2 separate regions of the Mus musculus genome follow, and region 2 is linked to region 1. The links are chromatin contacts, called in public Hi-C maps. All regions are on one chromosome and are shown on one strand. The core of a region is the stretch at or near the end of the contact, and the rest is flanking DNA. Distances in the headings are between cores, read along the strand shown.

Region 1 (3,351 bases), core at 362-2,861:
GTCCTGTTCACAGATAAACAGACCACTGGCACTAATGGGAGCTTGTGGGGTTTCTATGGACCCAGTTTCTCTCTCTATGTTTCCAAACAGGAGGCAATAAAATAGATGGTAGCTTCAAGATGGAACTGATGCTTAAACCCACATGGACACCCAGCCCTTTATTTGCTGGCCCCAAGCCCTAACTTTCAATAAAGGATGAGTTACATATAAGAAACACTCATTTGGTTGGGTGTTTTGACAGCGCACTGCCACTGGCCATAAGAATCAGGCACCTAAAACGTTCCCTGGTGATCTTGGTAGTCACCGCCATCCTGACACGGTGCCCTGGCTCCCGTGCTGTGGTTCTGCTTTTGGTCCTGTGGATTAGATTTTCCCAGAATTTCATCATAGAGTATTGTGTGTCCCGTGCCTGGGTTGGTTATCTTCAAGGTTAGTTTTACAAGACTGAGAATCGTGTGGCATGCCTTACTATATCTGTGTGAGCATTTCCAGAAGGCTTTTCCTGAGGAAGAAAGGCCCACCCTAAATGACGGTGGGAGCATCCATCCCGTGGACTCGAGTTCCAGACTGCATAAGAAGGAGAAAGAGGCTACACACAAATGTTCATCTCTCTACTTCCTGACAGGATGCAGCTTGCTTCCACTGGCATGCCTTTACCCCATGGGCTGTGAGTCAAGTCTCCTAAGCTGCTTTTGTTCAGTATTTTATCCCAGCAAGGAGAATAGCAGTGCTCAGAAGTCCTAGGTTTAAGTCCCAGCCGGACAGTTACTTTGTAAACCTTGGCTCCACACTGTTTCTCTCTGGGTCAGGTTTCTGTCTGTCAAGCAAGGATGGCAGTATTAACTTCCCCTCCATCCGTTTACACCTGTGCTTCATGGAGTTTCAAAAGCCCTGGCCCATAGTTTGCTCAGTAGGCAAGACTCCCTACTACCTCTAAGTCCAACTGTGTCCTAGAAGGCTACCTCGGTTCCTTCCTCTATTACCTAAGCCAGACTACCTGGTGCCAGGATCTTTGGGTCCCCAGGTCTCCTTCAAGGAGGACTTTAAAAAAAAAAAAAATGGAGATAAGACATCCAGGAAAGGATCAAAGTGCAATGATGGACCGGTCAGATGGGTAGAAGCTAGAGATAACTGGGGCTGAGCAGAGGGAGGGATATGTCTGGGAGGGGTTCCCAAGGGCCGTAGTGAGGCCCCCTGGTCCCTGCGATGATGACACCAGATCTTTTGTGGGGAACACTTCCAAGTGGGGCTGCTGGTCACCCTGGGCAAGTGATAGCTTCGGGACATGCTCACACAGACACACAGGAACAAGCCTTAAACTGTAACTGTTCAGACACATGGATACTTTGCATACTAAGTGCTTGTGTATGGGATATAACTGTGTGCTGTTACACACACACACACACACACACACACACACACACACACACACACCGCACTCATCCCGGCAGTCAGATAAAATGTTCCTGTGCAGTAGGCCTGAGGAATACAACCCCTGCTTCCGTGGCTGTCACATGCTGGATCAGGCAGCAGCCCACCCTTACCAGGGATGTGGAGGTTCTGATCCTAGCCCAGCCTCCATCCATCCATCTGCTAGCTCAACTTCTGATGCTGCAGAGCGGTACTGTGCTGCCCTCTGCTGGCCAATAGGAGTCACTACTCGTCCCTTTCCTGGCAGTCTAGCAGATACGGAGGGACAGGGGCAGCTAAGGAACTATTTCCTCTTTATTGCATTCATGCTTGTCACCCTTCCCTTGCTTGTAAGTACTCAGATTTAGAAATAGGAGCGTTGTCAGTATGTGGGCCTGAGTTCACCCCCAGAACCTGTGTGTGTGTGTGTGTGTGTGTGTGTGTGTATGCTAGGTGTGGTGGTACGTATACCAGGGCACACTGGCCATCCAGTCTATACTATTTACTCAGCTCCAGGCTCATGAGAGACACACTCTAAGGAGGTAGACAGCATTCTGAGGATAAACACTTGAGCTTGCCCTCTGACCTTCATGCGTGCCCGTCCAACACATGCACATGTGCCCATACATGTGAGAACCTGGGGCCCAGTAAGCCAAACCATGTCATTTGAGGCGTCTTCCAGCTCCCTTTCTACAGCAACCCCCTCACAGCCACCCACTGTTGCATCCGGTCCAGGGCTATTCTTCTCAGTCACCTTTTCCTCCACAGGCACAGAGGGACCAATTCTGAGCTCCAGGCGGGAGTATCAGGGCTTGGAGGGAACGGGGCACACATTTTAGGAACTGCCCTGGTGCCTGGGCATGCTGTGTTTTGCAGAACAGCTGCAGACTCCCCAATGGCCTTCCCATGAAGAGGCAGAGTTGGTCTGCCACCCCTCTCTGGGTCTTGCAGGCTTGTAACTGTTTTGATTCATGGAGGGATGTCAAGTGATGCTGTCATGTGACAGAAGGTCATTGCTGGGACGCCAAGGCACCCCTGTGCCAGGCCAGTAGTATAATACTAGAATGTTGTCAAGAGCAGCCTCAGAAGACCTCAGTGCCAATCATGCTTTCCTGCCCAGGAGCTAGAATGTCACTGTGGAAGTGGGTCCCACCCAGTCCTTTGAAACCCAGCCCGATAGGCCCTCAGCAGGCAGGAGCACACCCATCCTATTGCCACTGCCTAATTCCTGACCATCTATGACGATGACAAAATGTTTTGTGCCTACCAAGTTTTGGGATGCACTGTAGGGCAACAATCGAGAGGGGCATCAAGCTGGTGTAGGACACTGGGCCTGGAACCAGAGGCCTGGAACCTGGAGAACTTTGCTGTTCTGGGGGTGGCGTGATCCCTGGCTAACCATCCCAGAGCTGAGGTGTAGCCTCCTGGGTCATTCCTAGTCTCATTCTGGGGATATCAGTCTGCATAAGCCAAGCATACGCTGATGTGAAAGCACCGTTTTGTGCATAAGCCATGACCTCTGAAGGCTCTTCCAGGTCAAAGCGACACGCTGGCATCTGGGGTTGCAGAAAATGTCCACAGACAACTCAGGACAGATGCAGCTCTGGTTAAGGCTTTCTGCGTTGATGTGTAGGCCTGCGCAGCAGCGTTCCCTATACCAGGCCCTCTAGAGTAGCTCAACCTCTGAGTCTGACCTGTCTGCAGCATGGATGCCCTGGGCATGCACTTCACCCAGAGGCCAGCAGGGGTCGCTGGCACTCCGTGTTTGTGTGTCTGGAGCTGCATAGGCTAGAAGCCAGACTTGGTTTACCGCCCTAGAGTTAAGGCCTGCTCAGATCTGAATACCTCCTCTCTCTCTCGAGGAGTCCTAGCACATGACACTGCCACGAGCCAGGCCCTTATCAACCGGGCCTTTAATCTTCAGCAGCTCCTAGAGGAATG
Region 2 (3,092 bases), core at 412-2,911, 1.8 Mb after region 1:
AGGCCCTTAAACAAAGTCTTTTTGTTTGTTTGGGATTGTCTATTAAACACAATTATCGCTGTTGTCCCGTTGTCCAGATGAAGAAACTGGGACTCAGAGTGGTTAAACAACTTGTTCAAGGTCATGGAAGAATAGGAAAATTCTGCTTAGGAAAGCAGAATTGAAAAATAGGCCAGTTGACTTCCAAGTGTGGACTCTTAGCCACTGCATTGTTGTGTTTGCCTTTGTTGATTGGACTCTTCTGTCAGAGGACCTGTTGATTCCTGGGGGCTAAGTGCTGAACAAGATGGAGAGGTCCTAACCCTCACTGACCTCGAATTATATAAAGGAGACAGAAAAGAAGTCACTAGCTCCCATATGGGTAACTTAACAACTGTGATAACTGTTATAAAGGAGAGAGGCACATGGGTACAGCATGCGGAAAGGGGCGTGCAGCACTTCAAGCTTGGTTTTTCGGGACAGTTTCTCTAAGTAGCCCTGGTTGTCCTGGAACTCACTCTGTAGATCAGGCTGGCCTCGAACTCAGAAATCCGCCTGCCTCTGCCTCTCAACTGTTGGGATTAAAGGCGTATGCCACCACTGCCCAGCTGGCTTGAGTTTTGAAATATTCACAAGAATTAACCCTAAGTGTTTATCACTCAATGTTTATGAACATTTTCCGAATTTATTTATATGGGGGATTGAGCCAGACTGGAGATGAATTCAGCCTGGGATGTTCTTGCAAATCCAATTGCTAATGTCATTAATCCCTCAAGACAGTTTGATAGTGGTCGATGGTCCACACCCAGGACTGTGAGGAGTCAGGGCAGACCTTATAGTATGGTGTTCCCTAAATAAAGTTCTCTCAGGGTACAGTCCTGGTTAGAACCAGGATCCATTTACCTGGGGGTCCAATTCCCTTTGATTTGGAATATTAGCCCTCTCACATCAAACTAATTCCTGTCTCACAGTAGGCGCTTAATAAATGTTTATAAAAAGAACAAATGCAGTAGGGTACTTGTGACACAGGGCTACATGACTGTAAACTGGAGCTAAACCTGACTGAAAAATTAAAATAATTTTTAAAAATGGGTGTGAAGTGCTGGGCGGTGGTGGCGCACGCCTTCAATCCCAGCACGTGGGAGGCAGAGGCAGGAGGATTTCTGAGTTCGAGGCCAGCCTGGTCTACTGAGTGAGTTCCAGGACAGTCAGGGCTACACAGAGAAACCCTGTCTCGAACACCCCCCCCTACAAAAAAAAAGAATAAATAATAAATAAATGGATGTGAAGTATTCCAGAAGTCTGGACAAAGGCTGTGAGGAGACTCCAGCTAAATGCCTTACGGCTGCTGGTGAACTAAGATCGGGGCAGCCAAGGTACGTGCGGATCAAACTTGTCTGGCTCTAGAGATGCAGAAGCTGGAGACACGGTCCCTGGCCAGCTTAGCTGGGTCCCGCCGCGGCCTTTAAAGGCCTACCACGTGGCCGCCCGGGTGTCCAAGGTCCAGAGGCGGTGTCCACGCTGCGCCTGCGTGCTGCTAGAGCCGGTGTCCCGCCTCTGAGAACGCCAGTCCCGTAGCAAGGCAGAAAGCAGAGAGTGGGCGGAGTTAAGTCCGTATGCTAATAAAGGGGCGGAACTTGCGAGGCAAAACCGGCTCTGTCTCCCGGACCTCTAAGAGACCCGCCGCAACCCTCAGCCTCTTTCCACGAGCGCTGACGTCGACGACGACGTCCCATTTAAAAGCGGCCGCGCAGGCGCAGTGAGGGGAAATGCGAACTTAGGCTGTTACACAACTGCTGGGGTCTGTTCTCGCTGTCCGCCCGCCCGGCAGTCTGTCAGTCGCGTCGCTACCGCCGCTGCCTCCTCCACTGTCCCGGGAGTCTCGGGCCGGTGGCTGCTGTCGCCGTCTGTTCGTGCTTCTCAGGAGCTTCGTCCGCCCGTTCAGGCCGTCCCTGCCGTCCGCCTCTCTTCCCCCGCGCTGCCTCTGAGCCCGCAGCGTTCGCACGCCGGCCGACATGAGCGGGGACCATCTCCACAACGATTCCCAGGTGCGACCAGCCGGCCCCCGACTCGTCCCCAGCTGCTCGGGCCCGGGCCGGCTCCGGCCCCGGCCAGGGCCCCGGTCCCAGCCCCAGCCGGCCGCGCCGGGTTGACAGGCCCGAGTCTGCGATGAGGGGCGGCCGGTTGGAGTCGCTTGGATGGCCGGGTCCCGGGCGGAGCCGTCAAGTTGGAGTTTGGTGGGGGGATGGCAGCCCCGGGTAGGCCATTCGCGGGCCTCTGGGTTCCGGGGCGCCGGGTGGGCCCGAGCCCCGGCCCCCGGCCGCGCGCTCTCGTCCGCCGCCCCGGGGCTTCATGTGCCGGTTGTTTCATCTTCCCTCCTTTTCTTTCCTCAGATCGAAGCGGATTTCCGATTGAATGGTGAGTGTGCCCCCCGCCCCGCCCCAAGTGTCCCCACACGCCGCTGCCTGCCTCCCCCGCGCCGGGCCGGAGCCGGGCAGAGGACAGACATGGCGTCCCAGAGACTAAGTCCCGGCTCCTCGCTCACCGGCCCCATTGTTCCCATCGGGCCGCCTCTGGACCCCCTTTCCCGGGGTCTCAGCACCCCCAGATCACGGCCTTCTCCAGAGGGGGCACCGGAGACCCCGCGTCGACCGTCGCTGGGTCTCGGGCGGCCTTTCTCCGCCGGGATTCTTCCCGGGAAAGTCGCCTTGTCGACGGTCGGGACTTAGTCTCTGCGCCATTTTCTTTTTCTCTCTCCTCTCCTTTCTGTGCCTGTGTCTTTCTCTCCCTCCCTCAGCTCCTTCCTTGAGCTGTCCAGAAAGAGCTTTCTGCAGAGCAGAGCCATATAAATCACAGACCTCACCAAAGAAGGAAGGCTTAGGGACGGAATTATCTTTTATTTTTTCTTAATAGAACTTTATTTTGGAAGTTACTTGCTTTCTGCTTCATGTTTGCTTGCTTTCTTCTTCTTTTTTAATTTTTGTGATTCCAGAACGAAAGATTCCCTTAGGCAGCTAAGGGTTTTATGGGTTTTTTTTGTTTCTTTTGTTTTTTGTTTTTAGTCCTTTTATTTTTTAAATGGTGAGATGTTTATAATAGCAGTTACAGTTCTT

Evidence for each region. Hi-C and Micro-C count contacts between places; a contact is called where the count stands out from the background.
Region 2: a contact with region 1 is called in a Hi-C map of B cells, with 9 read pairs. The contact joins the promoter of Top1 here to the enhancer-like site in region 1. A contact is called at or near these places in 8 of 39 promoter capture datasets (the 3T3-L1 cell line, the C10 cell line, cranial neural crest and 5 more), 1 of 15 datasets of contacts at CTCF or cohesin (large pre-B cells), 1 of 484 Hi-C or Micro-C datasets (B cells), 8 of 115 datasets of contacts at active chromatin or transcription factors (embryonic forebrain, embryonic midbrain, embryonic stem cells and 3 more) and 1 of 9 other capture datasets (embryonic stem cells).

What each region holds. Positions count from the first base shown.
Region 1 is chr2:158,862,395-158,865,745 of GRCm38.p6, forward strand. No RefSeq gene overlaps it. Among named protein-coding and RNA genes, the nearest start is that of Gm38630, 45 kb to the right of the region's middle. Within about 2 kb of position 1,612, at least 18 of the 459 cell types and tissues checked have an H3K27ac peak or open chromatin away from gene starts, as enhancers often do.
Region 2 is chr2:160,644,236-160,647,327 of GRCm38.p6, forward strand. It overlaps Top1 (topoisomerase (DNA) I), which reads left to right and starts at 1,662. Exons shown (of 21, transcript NM_009408.2): 1 at 1,662-2,027; 2 at 2,373-2,397. The coding sequence starts at 1,995.